Linked DNA regions of Ovis aries: region 1 is linked to region 2. The links are chromatin contacts, called in public Hi-C maps. All regions are on one chromosome and are shown on one strand. Each heading gives the region's core, a stretch centred on a gene start, on an enhancer-like site or on the middle of the called end of the contact. The rest is flanking DNA. Distances are from core to core; before and after follow the strand shown.

Region 1 (6,259 bases), core at 1,623-4,122, 56 kb after region 2:
AGATAGAAACACATTTTGAGGTTGTGCAGGTTTTCCTGTTTTTGCGTTTTGGTTACATGTAAAATACCATTCACTTAGCTACCCAACGCATTACAGTTTCTCAATGCACGCCCTAAGTCAAGCGCAGCTTTTATGCTACAGATGTGCTGTTAATTTAATTCTCTCAACAACTCTGTGAGGTAATCAGAGATTTGGTAACTCAGTCAAGTACATATAAAGTGAAGTCGCTCAGTCGTGTCCGACTCTGCGACCCCATGGACCGCAGCCCACCAGGCTCCTCCATCCATGGAATTTTCTAGGCAAGAATACTGGAGTGGGTTGCCATTTTCTTCTCCAGGGGAATCTTCCCCACACAGAGATAGAAACCAGGTCTCCCTCACTGCGGATAAAGGCTTTACTGTCTGAGCTACCAGGGAATCCAGTAAGTAAAGAGCCAAGACTCAATCACAGACTGACTAACTGCTAAGTCCATGTTCTTAAACACTGTGTTACACTTCTCCGTGAAGAAAACGGAACCAAAAAGAAACAAATACATTCATTTTCTTTTTCAGTTTTGGGCTCTTATATCAAGTACCTATCTAACTGTATTCTGTGCTTCTGGAGTTTTTGCTTATGTAAAGAAATTCATATAAGATATGTAACAGATGTCATAACCTTCAAGCAAACGAACACAACTTTACAGACAAACTAATTTTATAATAGAGGTTAAAATGAAAGTTGATGTAACCTCCCTGGTTCCTGGAGGGATTGTCACAACACCTGGTAGGGAGCAAATCAATTGTTTTCGGATTAAATCATCTATTACGAGCCTACAAGACAGTGCTTGCCACCTGAAGACATTTTTCAGTTGTGTAATGTGTTTTCCCTTCTGTGGAATGAAGCCAGACAACCAAACAATGGGGAGTCCTAGTTTTCCTTCCTTGAGAAATCAGTTACTTCAGAATGTCTGGAATTTTCACCAATTAGAATACCTAGATGAGTCAGGAGCTGTCTTCTTTTGTCATAGAGTGCACAAAGATCCAGTTAATTAGTGCCTAGCAGAGGGAAGTAAAGCTTGGCCCTGGAAGACGTTTTTCCTTTTCCCATGTGGAATAAATAAGACACTTTTAAGGTCAGTTTCTTTGCCAAAAAACGATTTCTAAAGGTTACCGTAATATTCGTAAGGCGGCTTGTTTTTAACGTTGTAATCACTGTTATAAGACTTTTTTCCAAGACCCTCAAATGAAGACTGTTATAACTGTCAGGCCCATTCCCCATTACATGGTGAGATTTTGCCAACTTGATAGATGTCTGCAGCACCTGCTAACACTTATCAAATGCTGTGTGCCAGGACCAGTGGTTTGGCCTATACAGCCCCTGCACCTTCTCAACACCCCCATGAGGGAGGTACTGTCACTATATTGATATTATGGGTGGGAAACGTGAAGCTGGGGAGACTAAGTCACCGTCCAAAGGCACACAGAGCAAGCAGAGTGGGGATCTGAGCTCGGGTCTGACCCCAAAGCCAGTGCTTCTGACAATTTCTTCAAACTGTTCTCAGAGAAAAAGTCGGTCCCCAAACCTCTACTGTTCCCCCGTCGGTCAGCAATAAAAAAGAAAGAAAGAAAGGAAAATCCGCTTGCACGGAGATGCTGGTTCAATCCCTGGTCGGGAAGATCCCCTGCAGAAGGAAATGGCAATACCCCACTCCACTTTTCTTGCCTGGGAAATCTCATGGACAAGAGGAGCCTGGTGGGCTACAGTCCATGGGGTCACAAAAGAGTCGGACATGATTTACGACTAAACAACAAAACCTATCACACTGTGACCCCTCTTCAACGTACAAGACGTAAAGTATCCCAACAGCCTTCACCTTTTGCGATTTTAAAAACAGACCAAATTCTAAGCTCTCCCTACCCCTACAAAACAACAACGAGATGGGGAAGAAAAGGCAAGGGCTGTATCACTGCGTAGAAAGAGTCAGACAAGGAAGGGCCCAGAGTCCACAAGTGAAACCGATCTGAACTTAAAGCACACGGACCTAAATATTTCAGAACGCAAACAGCACAAACCCAAGAAATCGCAACTGAAGTCAGCAGAAAGCGGTTGACGGAAACTGGCCCAGGGCTGGTGCGCAAGAAGCTGTTACGCTCGGGGTTCTGCGCTCCTCTATCACAGCCACAGAGAGAGAAGCAGGAACCCACAAGTTCGCAGGCAAGACCAAAGCTGACTCCACACCTGTGCTGACTTCAGACTCGCTGCCGCGGGGAAAGATTTGCAGCGTGGTTCCCACGCCACCTCGTTAAGTTACCGTACAGGGGACCACAGAGGCTGAAACGCCCACAGCAAAAAGAGGAAGGGGTCTAGCTTCTGGCGGCAGCCTTTCTCATGGCCGCTACCACGGCTTTGGAGGAAGCCGCGCGTGGACTCGTGGCCGGGGGGCCCCGCCGCCCTAATCGCCGCCCGCACCCACGTCTGTACCCGGTCCCGACGCGCTATCTGCCCCCGCGCCGGCCGGCCTCCCGCACTTATCTGCGCGCGCCCGCCGGCCTCACCTGCCCAACTCCCGGCCCGGGGTCAGGGTGTAGGCGTCCTGAAAGGGCTCGGTGCGCACAGCGGTGCGGATCTCCGTCAGCAGCCCGCGGGCCTGGGTCGGGGGCGGCGGCCGGCGCGGCGTGCCCAGACCCCGGCCAGCCCGACCCGAGCCGGAGGCGGCGGCCGGGGAAGAGCCGCCGCTGCCCGGCTTCTCGAGAGGAATCATGGCGCTCGGGCGTGCTTTTCTTGCCTGCCACCCGGCTCGCTCGGAGCTCCCGGCGGGTAACGGCCCCGCCTCCAGCTGCCCCGAGCCGGCGCGAGGATGCCACCCGCTCTGCCCGGAGCTGCGCACAGACTGCGGCCGGCTGCCTCCAGGCCGCCTGGCTCCGCCCCACGTCCGGCCCCGCCTCTCCCCTGCCCCCCGGGGAGCTCCAGTGGGTTCCTGAGGGCCGCGTGCCTCGCGCGCGCCCTCTGCAGCTGAGGGGGAGAAGGTGCAGCCTGGCGGGGGGCCCGGCAGCCGGCCCCGACAATCTGCAGGCGACTCACAGCACCACCCTTCTGACTGGAGGACCCGCTGCGTCAGCCAGTTACGCACCTGCTAAGCATCTGAGTGTTGCAAATCTGAGCCCTACATTAATGAAAATGCGTAGGAGCTACCAGCCAGAGCTTCACGATCCCTTCCCTTGGGCGGGTCAGGAGAGGTGATGATCAGGGCTGATCAGGGCTGCTGTACAGCACGTGGAAGTTGCCTGGGGCATCTGGTACATTCCCACACTGAGAGGAGGACATGAAGGCAAGAGATGGATAAATATTTTTAAACCCGCATACCAGCCCTACAGTCTTCTCTATATTTAACTTTCAAGGTGCTCTCATCCGGTCTTGAGGTTTTAATTACATCCGTATGCTCACGACTACAAAATTTTTATCTCTAGTTTCCAACCATTCTCTGAACTTCACACTCATATATTGAAGTATACACTTGGCATCACCAGTTGGATAACAAATTAGCATTTCAAATTTAACCAGCAGAAGTCATCTCCTGATCATCCTTCATAAATTCAGTCCCACCAAGTTTCCCCACCTCAGTAAATGCTATTTCCATCCTTCCAGTGGTTCAAGCCAAAGACCTTGGGGTCAACATTGACTCCTCTCTTTCTCTCATACCCCTCATCCATTTTGTAAGAAATCCTCTTGGCTTTACCTTCAAAACATATCCAGAATCTGATCACTCCTCTCCATTTCCCCATGACCACAACTACCATTCTCTTTTGTCTGGATTATTGTGATAGCTCCCTAACTAGGCTATCTGCTACCATCCCTCTTCCTCCTCAATTCCACATCACTTATTTTTGAGGCCACCAGAGTGATCTTTTAAAAAATCTAAATTAGATCATGTCATTCCTCAGAGTTTTGCTTCTGGCAATGATGAGTTAGTCTATGTGTGATCAATACTCTCACTGAGAAAGTTGGCAAATTTTTCCAAATCAGATAGTCCTCTACTTGAAACATCAGAGAGTTTCAAAAGCAGCAAGAACTTGAATCACTGAGATCCAGACAAGAAGGGCATCCCAGAATGGCACCCCTTTCCCATGAAGCATTTGATAATTCCAAAGCAATGACTGAAAGGGTGAGAAAATAAGCAGGGCTTTTAGGTGTCTCATCAGGCTGGAGAGACAAAAAACTGGAGTTTAGGGATCTGCTAAGAAGAAGGAGCTGGTAGACACTCTAGACTTGTAGTTGGCACCCCAAAGTGCTACATCTTAGGAGTACTGGTAAAGGGAAATAGACAAGCTCTCTCAAGGACTGAAGAACAGCTTCAAAACGCAATAGAAAATCCCCTCTGGAGGAAAACACCATCATCCAAGGTCAACATTATCTCTACAATATTTCATACACAATGTCGGGCACTTAATTTAAAAGGGGGGCACACAAGAAGAATTATCTTAGAAACTGAGAGAAAAAGATAGAAAATAGAAAAAGTAATAAACAGGAAGAAGATGCAGATAATGAATTTTAAAGACATTTTAAATAATTGTGTTTAATATCTTCAAGAAATTAAATTATAAGATAGAGAATTTCAGCACAGAACTGAGAAATCCAAAGAATAAAATGGGCTTTTTAGAACTGGAGGAAAAACCCACAAACTAAAAGTACGACTGAATAGATGGGTTTAATAACAGATTCTATGAAGCTTAAGAAAGAGTTAGTGAACCTGATTAGGGATCTTAATAGATAAAAAAATTTGCAAAGTGAAACACGAGAGATAAGAGGAAATAATGTTCAGAAAAGAGACTAAAGCACATAAGGTACTATGTGTTAAAATGTTCTAACATACATATAACTGAAGTATCAGACGGAGAGGGAAGAGAAAAAAGAAGCAATATTTTAAAATATAGCGGCCAGGAATTCTTCAAACTTAATGAAGGACAACAACTCATAGAATCAAGAAACTTTATAAATATTAAGCAGGGTTTCAAGAAAAGAAAATCATACCTAAGCAGATCATAGTCAACTACTAAGAACTGAAGACAAAAATCTTGAAAAAATAGAGAAAGGAGATATATATATTATAGAAAGGAGATATATATTATCTATATATATAATATATATATAGGAGATATATATTATCTGCAAAAGAGCAACAGAAGATCAAGAGCTTATTCTCAAACAATGGAGAATAACTATCTTCAGATATCTTCAAAATGCTAAAAGAAATTAGCTGCCAATCTAGATTATATACTATCCAGTAAAAATGTTCTTCAAAATTGAAAGTAAAATACAGCCATTTTTATAACAAACACTAAGATCATCAGCTGACTTACATTAAAGGAAATTTGAAAAGGAGTTCTTTACGTAGCTGGAAAAGTAATCCCAGATAAAATTGTGAGAATGTCTGAAGGGATGCAGAAGAATAAAGGGATTAATATGTGGCTAGATATAAATAAATAGGAACTGTATATAACAATAAAAATGATGTCTTCTGAATTTAAATATTTATAGATATAGAATTAAAATATATACGATAATAGCACAAAAGAAGAAAGGGAGTAAATAGCACAAAAAAAGAGATGGAATGAAAACATGCTAAAGTTCTAGCATCGAGTGGGAATTCATAAAAGTACCTGGCTTTAATAAATCAAGAATTAATATTATAATCTCTAGATTAGCAATGAAAATAATAGAAAAAGAATGAATAACAAATTTATGGCGAGGAGGAAATGGGATAATAAAAAACTCAAAAGAAGTAAGAACAGAAAGCAAAGGGTCATAAAGTAAGAATAGACAAGTAGAAAACACATAGTAAGATGATATGTTTAAGCAAACTGAAGTTGTTTTTTTTAAAACTGCAGTTACTGCAAACTTGAATGGAATTTGATATACCCTAGATTAAAAGGCAAAGGTTGTAGACAGGATATAGTTGTTTGTACTTCAATAAGACACCTTAAATAGAAAGTTACAGAAAGGCTGAAATTAAAAGGATAGCAAGATTTATGCCATATAAATAGTAGCTAACAGAAAAATTGGTGTAGTTATGCATATATTAGACAAAGTAGATTTTTAAGGCAAGAGGCATTACTAGAGATAAAGAGCAACATTTCTTAATGACAAAAGGATCAATCTGTGAGTAAGTTATAAAAATTCTAAATTTGTATGGTCTTAAAAATATAGCATTGAAATATACAAAGCAAAATGACAGAACTAAAAGGAGAAATAAATATAATCAGAACCTGAGATTTTTAACACT
Region 2 (6,296 bases), core at 1,039-3,538:
GCTTTTTCTTCTTAAAATTGTTTTCCATTTGTTTTCATTTCCTTATCCATCTGTTTACTTCTCTTCTGACATGAAATATCCTTGGTAGCCCCATCATTCTTTTTAGAAGTTGGTGTATAAATTAGCAAATATATAAGAACTGTCCTAAATATTTTAAGAAACTGTCCTTTTGATGGATTCTTACCACTCTGGTCTGAGCTGTAGGCTGGGCTGTTGCAGAAGTCACCTGTCTGGTCATGCCCTATCCCATCCCTCTCCTTCTTTCTGCAGCCCTTTCCTGCAGAGTCAACCCCAGCCACACAGGGTAGATGCCTCGCTGAGCAAATGCCTCCATTTCTAGACCCATTTCTCATGGTTCCCCTTCTGTACTTCTGCAGCTCTGCTTCTGCCACTCTGCCCTCCCTCTGCTTGTCATTTCTGTGAACCTGAAGCCCTCTTCCCACCCCTTCATCTCTCTCCGCTCTGTGTCGGTTTCCTCTGTGAAAGCAGGGCGGACCACTTCCTGGGTGCTACTTCCTCTCCTGCTGCATGTGTTGGGTCACAGTAACTGGGTTGCTCACCCACAGGGGCCTTTGTGCAAATTAGAACAAGGTACTGCATAGGACTTCCTACTACTGGAAACCTATCTGATAAATGTAGGAGTGCAGGCTGTTTACTCTGTGAGGGCGCCCTGAGTGTGTGGGGGTGGTGGGTAGAGGGGCGTGCCTGCCTGTGCAGTTGTGCTCCATGCCCCGTGTTGTAATTGGTGGGAACTGTCCACTTCCCCAGCACCATCAGTCTGGCCAGGGCAGGCCCTCAACACCTGTTTGCTAAGCTAAAGGAAGAACAAAAGTGTGAATTCACGCCATGCTGTTATCTGAAAAATAGCAGGGAAAGCACACTTGACAAGGCTTTTGCACTGAATGTGATGAATATGTTATAATGCTGAGATGTATTCCCCCCCCCCCCCCCCCCCCCACACACATCTCAGTATTTCTGAAATGACAGATACCTTAGTCAGTGGACTGTGGTAGGTGAAGACACAGCTCCTGGAGCTGGACTACTTGGGTCTGAATCCCAGGGCTACCACTCACACACTTATTTGTGAGATTCTGGGCATTTTACTTAATCTTTTTAACAATAGTTTGTTCCTCTACTTCCTGGGGTTGTAGTGAGAGTTCAATGGATTAATATATGTGCAGTGCTGGCTCAGACGGTAAAGCGTCTGTCTACAATGCGGGAGACCCGGATTCGATCCCTGGGTCGGGAAGATCCCCTGGAGAAGGAAATGGCAACCCACTCCAGTATTCTTGTCTGGAAAATTCCGTGGACAGAGGAGCCTGGTAGGCTACAGTCCATGGGGTCGCAAAGAGTCAGACAAGACTGAGTGACTTCACTTTCCTTTCACTTTAGAATATCACCAGGCAGATAGTAAATAGTAAGAGATATGAGTAGTAGCTGTTAGCAGCACCATTAAAGGCAACATAGACACTCACTATATTTCTGTTTCCTTTTAACCCCGAAAAGCTGTTTTAATCCATGGAGCACAGCTTACATGGATAAACATGCCCTGTCAGTAGCTGCGGACTGGCCGCGTTGTGTGTGCTGAGGTTGAACCCTCTCTTGCCCGCACCAGTTTCTGGTTTGCTGCCAGAGAGCATGCACAGTATGCTGACAGGAAACCAGCAGGCTTTGTTTTTTCTTCTTAATATAGCGAAAGAGAAAGAGGGGAAAACCAGATAAGGCTCATTTTAGAACTTAACTTCTCCAAAGCTTAGACTGGTAATAAGTCTTAGCTATGTAAAACTATCCACCAAAGAAAATTGTATTTGAGAAAGTGATTATATATCCATTAATTCATTCACTGCACTAAGCAGCTTGTCGGATTTTAGTTCCCTGACCAGAGATTGAACTCAGGTTCTTGGCAGTGAGAGCCCGGAGGCTTACCCACTGGACCACCAGGGAATTCCCTGAGAAAGTTATTCTAATGTAAAGTTTTTGTCTGATTGCAGGGCAACCTTCCTTAGATGGTTTTCAAGGAAACTGGGCTACGAAGTGGCAAAGGTAATGACTGTTCTGGGGCCTAGCTCCCCATCTGATGCCTCCTGGTGTCCTCAAGTTAGACAGTAGATGGATGTCTCTCCCCGGGTTCCCCGGGTCCTCACTGTTCACTTGTGGCTGGCTGCAAGACCACGTCAGGGGTGTGGTGGGACTTATCTGAATTGCTTTGGACTTTTCCTCCTGTCTTGGGCTTGCTTGAGAAACGACAGCTGTATAGGAAGCTGTGCATGACTCCTGCTCACCGCCACACCCTGTTGAGCTCTCCTTCACGTTAAGCAAGATCTGACTAATGCATTCTTTGGAGATGCTCTGCCTGTTTTCATCATGAGACTAAATGTTTTTTTTTTCCCGGATCACACTACTGTAATTGAGTTTACCCTCCACTTTGAGAAATATCCTTACCTACCAGAGAGCACAGCAGAGACTCCCACGGCACTGGAGGACACTGATTTGGAGTTTTGGTGCCCTTTCCTTAATTGAACAAAACAGTATATGAGTAAACAATATAGGGATGATCTGAAACTTCATCTTTTTTAATTCGATTTATCTAAACCCTGAGTTTGACATTTCTGTGTAGAACTGGTCAACTTCAGCACTGTCAGGGGGTGTGTTTAATGACCAGTTCCCAGAAAGAGTATCTACATGAGGAACTTTCTCCAATAGGCCTTCTTCTGAACCTTCAGGATTCATTTACCTTCAGGTTGCAGAAATGATAGGCAGGCAGCTGTTCTTACTCTCCATCCCCTGGAAGGTGGAGGAGCAGACGGTGGGAATGTGTTCACCTTGACTCAGGTTGGTTAGTGGAGACACTCGCTGATCTGAGTCCTGTGCAGTGGGTTTGGTGCACTGAACTTGCAGAGCTGGCTCCTCTCCATCTCTTCATTCAGCCTGAAAGTCATGGCCAGTTTCCTTATCCAGGGGGTGGGGTATTTCTCAAAATATGAAAGAAAGCAGCCAGTGACTGCTCTGGCCCGCTTGTAGTCTTACAAGACCAGCTATTGCCACAAGGGGAGAAGCTTCCTGTTTACCAGCTGGCGTGAGACAAAGTGGTTGTGCTTCCTGGCTGTGTGGGACTTGGCACGTGGGCCACATTCTGTCCATCAGGACCGCAGGGCTGAATGCCTGCTCTGTGCTCAGCCCTTGCCCCTGTGGCCCTGGTCCTGAATGCAGGCCACCCTCCGGAGGGCACTTTCACTTGGGCTCCAGAACTGGCCCCGGCCTTCTGAAAGGGAAGGCGGCCTTGCCTCCTTTTCTGGCTTCCTCCTTAGCTTTCCCTTCCCCATGGGGCCCAATCCAGGCAGAAACCTTGGCGCAAACCTGAATCTCACCATAAATTCACATCTTTTGTTCCCAAGTCTCTAGGAAGCAGGATGCCAATGCCTCTGGGGAAACAGATCTTTTTCGCTGGAGTGGCAGCTAGTGGGGGCGGCGCCATTGTGTACTACCTGGTCCAGAGTAAGTATCTGGTGAAGCGCCCACGGCAAGGCCGCCTCTTAGTTCTCTTGGCCCCTTCCTTCATCGAAGGAAATACTTCAGATGCTTTCAGTAGATTAGAGAAAGAAGGAAAGGGCTATTTTGAGCAGCTAGTACACCATTCCATTGGCTATAGCTTCCTTCTCATCCTATAATCCCAGTTTTCCCAGGAGCCACAAGAACAAATAAAAGGAACAGGACTCATTTGCATAAGAAGCCTTGAAGAAGCAAGATGGGCTTTCACCCCTGTGCACACGCAGGGGATCCATCAAGATTTCTGAGATTATGTAAAGAACAAAGGAAAGGGGGCTACCAGATGGTTCCCAGGTGTGGAAAACTGGCTTTCTCCAGTGTCCTCAGCCTGTTTACCCTGCCAATTCTCTGCTGTTCATTTAGTGGCTGACGGGACACCTTGAGCTGGGGACTGGGGCAGGAGCAGAAGATAAAAGCAGAGTCCAGGCTGGCAAAATCCTGACAGATGTGGCTTCCAGCCCCACTGCACCTAAATTTGAATTTGTAAAGCTAGACCATGATTATTGTGAGCAGCTGAGACATTTAAGGGCATTTCAGTGCTACTGGTTGCGAAGCAGCAGCAGAAAAAGACTGACTTTCTTTGAAGGTCTTTTATGCCTGCCCTGCTTGGCTCCTCACCCTGTTACTTCCCGCCCTGACATGAGCATCACCCACAGCCAGGCAGATAGCGTCAGCCCCTCCACTGGCTCCTCCCCACCTTCCTTCAGGGCTGACCCAGACATCTCTGGGTTTCGAGGTGGCCAGAGATGAGCATTCCCAGGGATGATTCAGACTGGAATAGCTCAGCACCCCTGCCCCTCTGCCAGAGCAACGGAGGCAGAACGTGACAGGAATGAATGCATTTTCAGGTTGAGGGCCTGGCAGCCTTTCCTTCTGAGCGAGCTGGGGTCAGCTGATAGTGATAGTCCAGTGGGCTCTGCGACCAACTGCCTGGGCTGAATCACAACTCCCAACTCTGGCCTAGCTGTGTGACCTTATGGGGGAGTCTGTTTTCTTCCTGGGCCTGAGTTATCTATGTGATGAGGGGTAATATCTAAGGCCTCCGTGCGAGGTTGTTGCAAACATTAAATCCGTCTCGCAGCTTGTGGGATACGGAGGAATTGCTCAGGGAAGGTGGTCTGGATTGCCACCTCTGCTCCTCCATTTGTCATGGCTGAGACCTCGTTCACGCCTGCAGCCCTCTCCTGGGAGGCCATCCTGGAAGGGCATTCTCCTCGACCTCTCCAGGCCCAAGCTGCCTTTCCCGTCCATTACTGTGATCTGGCCTACAAGTCTTTCTTGTAGCCACACTGACCACCATACTTGAGAAGCCTAGCTTCCTTTGGTCTCTCCCTGGGGAGGCTTCTTGTACCTGATGCTTTCAGGGAAGTGCTTCCTGGAGTTCCCAGTAGCCTTTGGGCCAAGGATACCTGAGGCTGAGAGCAGTTTATCTACATGAAATGTTGGCATAAATCTGTAAACTTGACAAGTTAGCATTTTCATGTCCTATTGGTCTAAGGGTTTTGTTTTTGGTGGTGCAGTCTCTCTGTATTTTGCTGGTTTATCAGAACCTTCCTCTTAGTGGAAGGAGTAATGTTCAGAAATCAAGTTAGATCCTGGCCCCAACTCTGCTTCAGATTAGCCGTGTCACTGAGCAAGTCATGGAATCACAGGACATAGAAATAGAAAGTTAGAGAAGGTCTGAGCAGACGCCTTACGTGAAGACAACGGGCAGTGAATGAGGTGAGGAAATGACACAGAAAGATCAAATACCTTGCTCAAGGTCACCTGCCATGCCTCTACAGATGCTGACTTCCTATGTTTTAGTGTCTCTAAAATGGACAGATTAGATAGACCGTAATAATTCCACCTGTTGATTTCATGTTTGTTTCTATTTTCCATGCTGTACATGAATTGTGTCATTTAACTTTCTACAAGTTCAGTAAAGGAAATACATGTAACCCCTCTGTTTTCCACTTAGAAATGTTTTCCAGAGCTTCTTATTACCAGCTGGCCCTGGAGCAGCTGCACAGCCACCCTGAGGCACTGGAAGCTCTGGGCACCCCTCTCAATGTTCACTACCTCCGACTCACCGACAAGTACAACTTTGTGGACATCGCCGATGCAAAGGTAACCTGCTCCCACTGCGAACTGTAGGCTGGGTGCCTACTGGGTTGAGGAAGGCCTGCTGTGATCTGGAAAGGGTCTTGGAACAAGCTGGAGAAAAAGGTGTGAGATGGGAAAATCCACTATGTAAAACTGCCACTAGGTGTTACTTAGCACCTTAAAAAAAAAAAAAAGCATTGTGGATTATTTAACTTGCACATAAGTTTTCTTCCTTTCCGGGGAATTGATGTGGCAAGGAAAAACCTATTTGTGCTCAGGTCAACATCTTGAACTGAAGGTTGTCGAGAAATGATCAGTGGTGGTTTGCCAGTATTTCAGTTTTGGACTTGAAATATACCCTACAGCTAATCAGTGATCATTCAAATCTAGAAACTCTTTAAACTCCAGTTTTAAATGTAAAAGCTTCCATGCAATGCCAGTAAATTTTTTCAGCTATATCTCACTTTTATAGTTCAACTGATAAAACTCAACTGAATATAAAAAGCATTTTTTTCCTTCTGTCTAATATGTTAGAGGAATGATTCTCAGTTGTGTGGGGAATACAGAGACGACTTTGAGGAGTTTATGGCTGTGGTTCCCTCTGCCAGTGTGTTCTCAGAGGAGGTGTGGCTGGGAGAATGGGCTGAGTGAGGCAGTGAAAGGGC

What was found. A called contact is a pair of places that touch in the nucleus more often than the background predicts.
Region 1: a Hi-C map of liver shows a contact between it and region 2, with 3 times the contacts expected there. The contact joins the promoter of STK17A here to the enhancer-like site in region 2. A contact is called at or near these places in 7 of 16 Hi-C or Micro-C datasets (blood, hypothalamus, liver and 1 more).

Annotation. Positions count from the first base shown.
Region 1 is chr4:79,167,138-79,173,396 of ARS-UI_Ramb_v3.0, forward strand. STK17A (serine/threonine kinase 17a) reads right to left here and starts at 2,873. Exons shown (of 7, transcript XM_027968745.2): 1 at 2,535-2,873. The coding sequence starts at 2,740.
Region 2 is chr4:79,111,498-79,117,793 of ARS-UI_Ramb_v3.0, forward strand. LOC101118606 (cytochrome c oxidase assembly factor 1 homolog) reads left to right here. Exons shown (of 6, transcript XM_060414798.1): 2 at 1,992-2,043; 3 at 3,396-3,495; 4 at 5,507-5,655. The coding sequence starts at 3,411. Among named protein-coding and RNA genes, the nearest start is that of STK17A, 55 kb to the right of the region's middle. Within about 2 kb of position 2,289, at least 40 of the 54 cell types and tissues checked have an H3K27ac peak or open chromatin away from gene starts, as enhancers often do. A contact at or near this core is called in hypothalamus and liver, where this site is marked.